Regions from separate parts of the Mus musculus genome. Here region 2 is linked to region 1. Evidence: chromatin contacts called from public promoter capture Hi-C data. All regions are on one chromosome and are shown on one strand. Each heading gives the region's core, a stretch centred on a gene start, on an enhancer-like site or on the middle of the called end of the contact. The rest is flanking DNA. Distances are from core to core; before and after follow the strand shown. Region 1 holds the start of Acp1 (acid phosphatase 1, soluble). Region 2 overlaps Pxdn (peroxidasin).

Evidence for each region. Promoter capture Hi-C pulls out the DNA fragments that hold promoters and counts their contacts.
Region 2: a contact with region 1 is called in a promoter capture Hi-C map of hippocampal neurons, with 2.7 times the contacts expected there. The contact joins the enhancer-like site here to the promoter of Acp1 in region 1. A contact is called at or near these places in 1 of 39 promoter capture datasets (hippocampal neurons), 3 of 115 datasets of contacts at active chromatin or transcription factors (embryonic forebrain, embryonic stem cells and forebrain) and 1 of 9 other capture datasets (pancreatic islet).

What each region holds. Positions count from the first base shown.
Region 1 is chr12:30,908,958-30,913,568 of GRCm38.p6, forward strand. Acp1 (acid phosphatase 1, soluble) reads right to left here and starts at 2,655. Exons shown (of 6, transcript NM_021330.4): 1 at 2,533-2,655. The coding sequence starts at 2,575. Sh3yl1 (Sh3 domain YSC-like 1) reads left to right here and starts at 2,712. Exons shown (of 10, transcript NM_013709.5): 1 at 2,712-3,270. The coding sequence starts at 3,270.
Region 2 is chr12:30,001,308-30,005,927 of GRCm38.p6, forward strand. It overlaps Pxdn (peroxidasin), which reads left to right. Exons shown (of 23, transcript NM_181395.2): 17 at 614-2,117; 18 at 4,409-4,543. Among named protein-coding and RNA genes, the nearest start is that of Gm15691, 56 kb to the right of the region's middle. Within about 2 kb of position 3,179, at least 79 of the 459 cell types and tissues checked have an H3K27ac peak or open chromatin away from gene starts, as enhancers often do. A contact at or near this core is called in forebrain and hippocampal neurons, where this site is marked.

The DNA of each region.
Region 1 (4,611 bases), core at 1,405-3,904:
AACCATTCTTGGCCTACCACATTTCTATACAGCCCAAAGGGTTAACCAAATTTTTAGTTTTAGGTCATTAAAAAATAATGCAAATGCAGAAAATCTTGTAATACGTGAAAACTCTATCAAGTCCCAAGGCTGGTATCCAGGAACGAGCTCTACTGAACAGAACCAAGCTATGGCTACACTAAGTTTTCGGCACATGAAGTTTAAGGATTCACTCCAGCTCTTTACAGAGGATGTAGATCCCTGCCCTAAAGTATCTGCTGTACATAAGGATCTCATTTCTCGTATTTAGAATGATCCAAGTTTGGTACCCACAGGCAAAGAAATCGTGGCTGAGAAAGGCTGCCTGGTCTCCAAAACCATGACTTCTCTGGTTACAACTTTTACCTGAAAACCTCATGCTCTGTCTTTGGAGTAGAGACAGGCCCCTTGCCACCTTCATGTCTCTGCTCACCTTCAGATGAGTCCTGACTACAGCCTACACCCTGCTCCCACTCTGCTTTGGCTCATAGTGAACACCTCACCAACTGTATGAAGCCACTGGCATTCCTTGACTGATGGTGACTGCAAAGTACCGGCTTCAGAACAGCTGGACTTCATCTGTGGTGTTCACCACTATATGCACCTCCAGTGGCAAAAACAAAATACTGAATTATATTGACGTCAAACATATGCAAGCATGTACTTCCTTTAAAAGTCATATTGGTACAATATGCCAGCACAGATAACTATAATAAGCAATGTGAATTAAGGCCAGAGTTTTACTTTGTTCTTCATAGAAATTACCTAGTACAGATATCTTGCAACTATCACACACAGTACCTTGTACTGAAAAGTGGAATAATAAAGGGAAAAAAGCTATTGCCCACAAGACAGATAACTCTTCCTAAGAGCTCCACAGGCTGTCAAATAAAAATGCAACTTATGGAATAAAATATCTCGGGGGGGGGGTACCAATGGTCTGGGTATAAAAAATCCTTGACTTTTTTTTCATCATTTTGACTTTATAAAACAGATGGCTTTTCAAGCAAAACCCAGCATTAAGGTTCCCAGTAAAGTTAACCATACCATCAAGGCATAGGACAGCAACAGTTTCTTAAGGGCAGTCCCCACAGGTGGGTGGGAAAGATAAAGCGAGGTAGACAGAAAGTCTTGGCAGACTTCTAGCCTAAAGAGGAGTGTCACTCTGTAGGAAAAGCAGAGGACAAAAGACAAATAGCTGGACTGTTGACAATTTAACCCTTGCCCCTCAGGGTGGAGTCAAGGAGGCAAGAACTCTGAAAAAAGAAAGAATTGCATATTATGTAAAGGAGAATCAAGGTTGAAATTCTGTGTTAGAAGGTACTTAAAAGATTATTCATTTAAAAACAAACTGTTTTTCACATGGCATGAGTAATTGTCCTAGGGACTGAAAACCAAGGTTTCAGAGAGACCTAAAGAAAAGAGACTGGCTGAGAACCATAGCAACTGTGACCCAAGGATGACATCAAACAAACCTGTCACAGAATGGTCTTCCTGTAACCTAGGCTCACGTTGGCACAATGGGGAACAGGGGTGGGGGTGGGGGTTTCCGGCAAGAACTCCAGCTGTTCTAATAGAAGGGGCCAGCTTAGAGAGTCACACTACAGATATGAAGCCACCTGGGCCAGTTAGCAGGTGAGAGGGTTCAAAGGAAGAAAAGCAAGTTAGGTGACGGACAAGAGCATGAGGGAATAACAGGGATGATGATTAATCGTCATCGAGACCTTAACTGATTAGAAAAAGACAACTCTCAGGACGTCGGTGATGGCTTATCCCCCGAGGATGTGATCATAAGGGCACTGACCTAGTCAATGGTTTAACCCAGTAGATTCAAAATATGAGGAAATGACTGGAGGTAATGAAAGATACAAGTGTGGCTGAGCAGAAGAAAATACATCCCGATGCGTGCTCTTGGGGCTAACGCTTGTCTTGCTCTCTACTCTCCCCTTCTGTGATTCCCGTCCACAGGAGCAAATAGTCCCTGACTCATGCTCTGGCCACCTTGAAGGACCATGATGCCTTGCCTCACCACAAGCCCAGAATCTACAACCATTCAAAAGGGGCCTGAACCTCTGAAACTGAGTCAAAACAAATCTGTTCTCCCTAAAGTTGTTTTGGTTGGATATTTTTCAGCACAGAGATTTGGAAGTAACTGCCAAAGCAGATGATGGGCGACTCTCAGACTTAAAAGAGGAGGAGCAAGTGAGAGGGGTCTACGGGCTTGAGAGAGAGAACTCGCACAAAGATTTGTGGTTGAAGGGCACTCGGAAGGGTGACATGGGCTTTGGAAGGGCATAATCTGGGACAAAAATTACACAGATCTCGGGCTCAGAGGAGTACCAGATGATGGGGGATGCATATGAAAAAGGCAGACAAACGAGTATGTGCTCAGACGCGGGCCCAGCCAAGGCCTTCTGATCTGCTTCCTCCGCCCAGCGCTCTTGTTCGGAAGCCTAACAGGGAGAGCACTTCAGGGTCCCAAAGAAAAAGACCCTTAAGTCGGCGAGTCCTTACCGAGACACACGAACAGCACTGACTTGGACCCAACCTCTGCCATGTTTCGGTGCAGACCCTGGCGCCCAGAAACCGCGTCGGGACGAGGCGCATGCGCACTGCCAGGGTTCTGACCGTGGACATGCGCAGTCCGCCGCCCCACGTTCGTACGCGGCCAGAGGCGGGGCCAGAAGTCGCCTAGAGGGCGGGGCTTAGGCGTTCGGGTTGGCAGCCCGGGCTAGCGTTCACTCTGAGCTCTGCCCAGGTCGCACGTCTAAGGAGTGAGGGCGGGGTGAACGCGGGGCGACCCCCAGAGCAGCTTGGGTGGCACGGTGTTGAGCAGGGAGGATTAGGATGTGCCAGGGCAGCCAATGAACTCAAGGATAGCGGCTTGCAGAGCCTCCTAGGGTGGCTCCTCCGATCGGAGCTACCCGCCCTTCCAAGCTAAGTTACCCCTTTGGACCACCGACCCCAGGCCGGGCCACGGTACTTAGCAGTGGGTTTCCCCGATTAAGAAGAGGGGGTGATTTACAAGGCTTCAAAGGAATGAGGCGGGTGGACGCAGATGAGCTACGTTCTGAGCAAGGGTATAGGACCAGTGATCGCTTTGGCAAAAACAGGGCATACACCTATTCCCTTACCTGGGTCAGGTGTGCGCCCGCTGGGCGGGTCCCGTCAGGGAGGCGGACCAAGGAGAACGCTTTCCTCTTCCTGGACTGGAGTGAGGAGCTCGGGTACCGAGAGGAGCGGCAGGCACCAGTGAGTAAGGGTCTGAGCGGCTGGGGCGTGTCGGCACCGCGGCAACTCTTCCTCTTGCGATGGGCGTTGTGAAAGAGGAGAGAAAACAGTCAAGTCCCTGGGTTTGTCTGGGCGCATCCACCAAGATCATACTGCACGGATCCTTTTGTAAATCCTCAGAACTCAAGATTAGTTTTCTACACTCCTGGCTAAAGGTTTTGGTTGATTGTTAACCACAGTCGTTCCGCTTCATTGCAGAAAAAAAATTTTTTTTCCTCCAGCATTTCCAGTTTTGAAGACAGACTTTCATTTTGTTATTTTTCCCCTAATATCTGATGTTTTACCATCTTCTGGTTTCAAATTGTTTTGAGAATTGGCATCCTGTGTACTTGACACAGATGAAGGAGGTGCAGATTGGGGGTTGTGTAGGGCCTTTGTGGGAATGTGATCTCTGGGAAAGGATAGTCCCTAGGGGAGGGGCTCACATGCGTTTGGGACTTCCAGAGGTAGAGGTGTCAGGACTTTGACACAGTGTCTTTGGTTCTGCGATACTTTACAAAGGGGTGGTGTGGAGGGTAATTTGATTGCTGCATCTCTAGTATATAGTGCCTGTATGGTTTTTTTTGTTTGGTTTGGTTATTGTTTTGTTTTGTTTGTTTTGTTTTCTTTTAGTGCTCTGAACAATAGGAATAGGTAACAATAGGAAGCAGGTTTCTCCCCTGGCAAAATGTGCCGGCTTCTTTTCAACAGATGTTACTACTGCCCTGCCAAGGCAGACCAGGGAAGAAAGACTTGAAGTAACCACCTCCATGGAGGAATGCCCTGGCCTGGGGCAGAAGCCTTGCCCTGTTCTGTGTTTACCAAGTGAACAGGTTCTGTATTCCTGCTGGCCCAGGTATTTTCCTTGAGATATGAGGAAATGTTTCGATTACTAATGAGTTAGTTCACTTGTACACAAAGTTTAGAGAATAACACGGCTGGGTTGAAGGTGCTGTTTTATTCTGCTCTGTGGCCTGTTATTGAAATACCATAGTAGCATCTGGTTGTTTGTAAATTGCTATGTTGGAGGTTAAAATAGACTAAGTGATAACATTCATCCTGTTTGTTGCATCTTAACTAAGGAGAATTGGTTATTGGCTCACTGTGTTCAATGTCTGTGAAATAAGTCAATATTACCTTGGTTTTTGTTTTTTCTCTTTTTTACCTTTCAAAGAAAATTAGCTTTAAAACTCTGGTTACATTTACTCTGGTTTTTTTTAATTGATACATTGTGACTAAGAGTCCTTGTCCATTCACTCATTTGCAGGTGGTATTGTGAAGTGCAGGACTCTACCATAACATTCACTTATCCCCCCCCCTTTT
Region 2 (4,620 bases), core at 1,929-4,428, 910 kb before region 1:
TGTAGCTGATGGGTCGTCTAAGGCTTCTGAGCAGGAAGGCAACCTAGTGGGAATCTGCCCCTGGCTGGCCAGGTGGATGGGTGTGTCTTATGGTGGATTTTGTGAGAAGCAAGACCAGTGTCATGAGCAGTGTCCTGGGTTGATGACAGAGGAAAGGAGAGGGTGGCAGGAGTCTGAGGCCCCTGTAAGTGTCTGACTCATACTTGCAGGTGGCTATAGGATGGACTCTGAAGACAGGTGCTTTGGTATATTTAGTCACTATAGTGAACATTGATGGGCATAGGGAAGCTCTTCCACAAGGAGAGGACCTAGGGCTGGTGTGGAGGTGCTTCTCTGCCTGTTCCATGGAACAATATGAGGTAGGCTGAAGGCCCTCAGTTTTGGACCTCTGAATGTGCTGGGTTTCTTGAGGAATCACTTTATTAGAGCTAGTCGTGTAAAACCATAGACCTGATGGAAAGGCGTCAAGACTGTCAGCAAACAGTGAGCTGAGCAGGAAGGGAATACTCCACCCAATCAGCAGCCAGAGCATCTGCAGGCACCAGCGGAGACTCTGAAGGCAGTGGTCTGCACCATGGCTGGTAGAAGCCAATACTTCTCTACTGTGTTGCAGGTTACCACTACAATGATCTGGTGTCCCCGCAGTACCTGAGCCTCATCGCCAACCTGTCAGGCTGCACTGCACACCGCCGCGTGAACAACTGCTCAGACATGTGCTTCCACCAGAAGTATAGGACGCACGATGGCACGTGCAACAATCTACAGCACCCGATGTGGGGTGCCTCACTGACCGCCTTTGAGCGCCTGTTGAAGGCTGTGTATGAGAATGGGTTCAACACACCCCGGGGCATTAATTCCCAGCGTCAGTACAATGGGCATGTACTACCCATGCCCCGCCTGGTGTCCACCACACTGATTGGGACAGAGGTGATCACCCCCGATGAGCAGTTTACACACATGCTGATGCAATGGGGCCAGTTCCTTGACCATGACCTAGACTCTACAGTGGTAGCCCTGAGCCAGGCCCGCTTCTCTGACGGCCAGCATTGCAGCTCTGTGTGCAGCAATGACCCTCCCTGTTTCTCGGTCATGATCCCCCCCAATGATCCCCGGGTGCGGAGTGGCGCCCGATGCATGTTCTTCGTGCGATCGAGCCCCGTGTGTGGCAGCGGCATGACGTCCCTGCTCATGAACTCTGTGTACCCTCGAGAGCAGATCAACCAGCTCACCTCCTACATCGATGCCTCCAATGTGTACGGCAGCACAGACCACGAAGCCCGCAGCATCCGGGACCTGGCCAGCCACCGTGGCCTGCTGCGTCAGGGCATTGTGCAGAGGTCTGGCAAGCCCCTGCTTCCCTTTGCCACCGGGCCACCCACTGAGTGCATGCGCGATGAGAACGAGAGCCCGATACCATGCTTTCTGGCCGGCGACCACCGTGCCAACGAGCAGCTTGGCCTGACCAGCATGCATACGCTGTGGTTCCGGGAGCACAACCGCATTGCAGCAGAGCTGTTGAAGCTAAACCCGCACTGGGATGGGGACACTGTCTACCATGAGACCCGCAAGATAGTCGGGGCAGAGATACAGCACATCACCTACCGGCACTGGCTGCCCAAGATCCTGGGGGAGGTGGGCATGAAGATGCTCGGTGAGTACCGGGGCTACGACCCCAGTGTCAATGCTGGCATCTTTAATGCCTTTGCCACTGCAGCCTTCAGGTTCGGTCACACTCTGATCAACCCTCTGCTCTACCGGCTGGATGAGAACTTTGAGCCCATCCCTCAGGGCCATGTGCCCCTCCACAAAGCCTTCTTCTCGCCCTTCCGGATTGTCAACGAGGGGGGCATCGACCCACTTCTCCGAGGGCTGTTTGGAGTGGCAGGGAAGATGCGCATTCCCTCTCAATTGCTGAACACAGAGCTCACGGAGAGGCTGTTCTCCATGGCCCACACAGTGGCCCTGGACCTGGCTGCCATCAATATCCAGCGAGGCCGGGACCATGGCATCCCACCCTACCATGACTACAGAGTCTACTGCAACTTGTCGGCTGCTTACACCTTTGAGGACCTGAAAAATGAGATCAAGAGCCCTGTGATCCGGGAGAAACTGCAGAGGTGGGTATTGGTAAACTGAGGCACCTTGATAGGTATGTAGATGTCAAGAGACCTTGGCTGTGAACTGTGATGTCACCGTCTCTAGGTTCAAGCTTCAGTGGTGAGAGAAATCTGTGGTGACTGAGATTGGACAGCCTGTGGTCTGCTGGCCAAGATGCTACATACAGAGCCAGCCTAGGGTTGGGGTAGTCGTGTTTGCCCACCTCTTTGTGCTCAGGAGGTAGACTTTGTAAACTGTAAGGAGTTTTCTGTTGAGATAGCAGTTATACTTTCCTAGCTGGGACAGTAAAGTCACATGGCAAATGGGCCTCAGACTGGCCAGCCTCCTGGGCCTGGCTCTCCACCTATAGTGTGACTCATGCATGAGTGGCTATTGCTCATACAAGAGGAGAGCTGGCCTGGGAGCTGAATAACAGATGTGGAAGTTTCATGGGAGATGAATAACCCACCACTCAGAGGATAGAACTGGTCTGCTCGGGATTTGGTTATCTCATCTAGGGCCAGGCTTCTTCGGACCTTCTGCCTCCTAGGGGCTGTTCAGACCTGAGGCGTGCAGGAAGGTCTCCCTTGTGAGATACTGCAGTTTCTGAATGACAGCTGCCTCCCTGTGCTCCAGTGCACTTACATAATGGGATTTGATTATTGGCGAGGGAAGCACGCGAGTTCTCCACGGGGACAATATATCTTTTTGTCACCGTTATGCTTAATTGGGATTTATGCTCACTGACTACTTCATGGGGCATCATGTCCCCATCCAGATGGCCACGGATGGCTTTCCCAGTTCATTTTTGCTTTTGCTTGCCAAAATATTTCAGAACTTCTTGGTTTCTGGTAATCTTGCCACTGCTGCTGCTGGAGATGGTGGGCCTGGACCAGCTGTAAGGGGAGAGACCTTGGCAAAGACACGACGCATGCACGCGCACGTACACACATACACACATACACTAGTCATTTATTCTTTCTGTGAACTAATTACAAAGAGGAAAAAATGAGATGTGACTGGGAGGAGAGCTGAATGGCCATGAAAGCCTGGGCTGCCAGGATTTTCAGCAGGCCTTGGGGAACGCAGCTGTCGTCTACTGTCCTGGCAGCCTGTTGAAGTTTTACATTTCAGGGCAGCCTGGAGATGAAGACGTGGGCTGAATCTGGGCTTCTCTCCCTGGTGGGGTCCACAGGCTACCCCCCCTCCGGGGGGGAGGCTCTGTAGTGCCATGGAGAGCATCCCCAGCAGACCTGAAACATATCCTTCAGCCTTCTGCTACCCCTTTACAGACGGGAGGGCAAAGAGCAGGCATCCTGAGGTGACACTGTCATCTGGTGCCCGCGCAGCAAAGCCAGCAGCCCTCTCTGTCCTCATGGCAGGTGACTTCCAGTAAGGCCTGGGAGGCTTAAGGCCAGGGTGCTTGTCCCTGAATGTCAGTGACCACAGTTTGTGCTTGGACAAGCTAGATGGCAGCTTGATGAGAGTAGATTTGATGGAAGAGGAATGTTTGTCATGTTGGGAGATGAATGTATGTCTTTTCCGATAGATTATAGGGTGCTCCACTGTCGCTCCAAGCCTGGTGGGGAATGGAGGGTTGGGCGTAGGGGTTGGAAGATGTTATTTCAGACTCCAGCACAGTCTCTTGCAGCAATTGGAACCAAGACTACCTGGTGCCTTGTAAGCTCTTAGAAAATTGCACAAGGCTAGAAAACAAAAGTCTTTTGGCATTGCTGGTTCTTTCTGTATCTTTCTGTATGGGCATACATATTCCCAGGGCATGGAGGACCTAAGAGAATGCTTGTTAAACATTTGATAATGTTTAAGCTTCATGTTAGATATCTACCCTATTTAATTAACCAGCATTTCCATTGACAAATACATTTCTCTATACTGTAGGGTTTAATCTTATTCTTTTCAATTAGACTATTCATTGTTCTTATACTTAAGGAAAAGGATAGGTGTGAGGAGATAGATAGGTTGCCTCATGAACTTGGGTGATTCTCCCTGGAGCACAGGAAAGAATTATGTCTTAATTTTCTTATGTTTTTGGCTTTCAAATCACTTATAAGTAAATATATATATATATATATATATATATATATATATATATATATATATCCCTCATATATACAAGGAAAAGAGGAAAATTCTTTAAAATGTGATTAAAGAAGATTTAAAGAAATAGCAATGAGCTCTCTTTGTCCAGGAAATGTCTGGAGGATGTATGGGGGCCTTTTTCCTGTTTGCAGTGTTTCATATCCCAGGCAGCTATGATGAGCACACTCAACTTTGTCCTTGTCTATTGCAGGCTGTATGGCTCGACTCTCAACATTGATCTGTTCCCAGCCCTCATGGTAGAAGACCTAGTACCTGGCAGCCGCTTGGGGCCCACACTCATGTGCCTGCTCAGCACACAGTTCCGACGCCTGCGGGATGGAGACAGGTGGGTGCTAGAAAACCTTGTCTTACACTGTTGGTGTGGATCTGGGGCAGAGAGGACCTGTGCTTGCTTAGGACAGG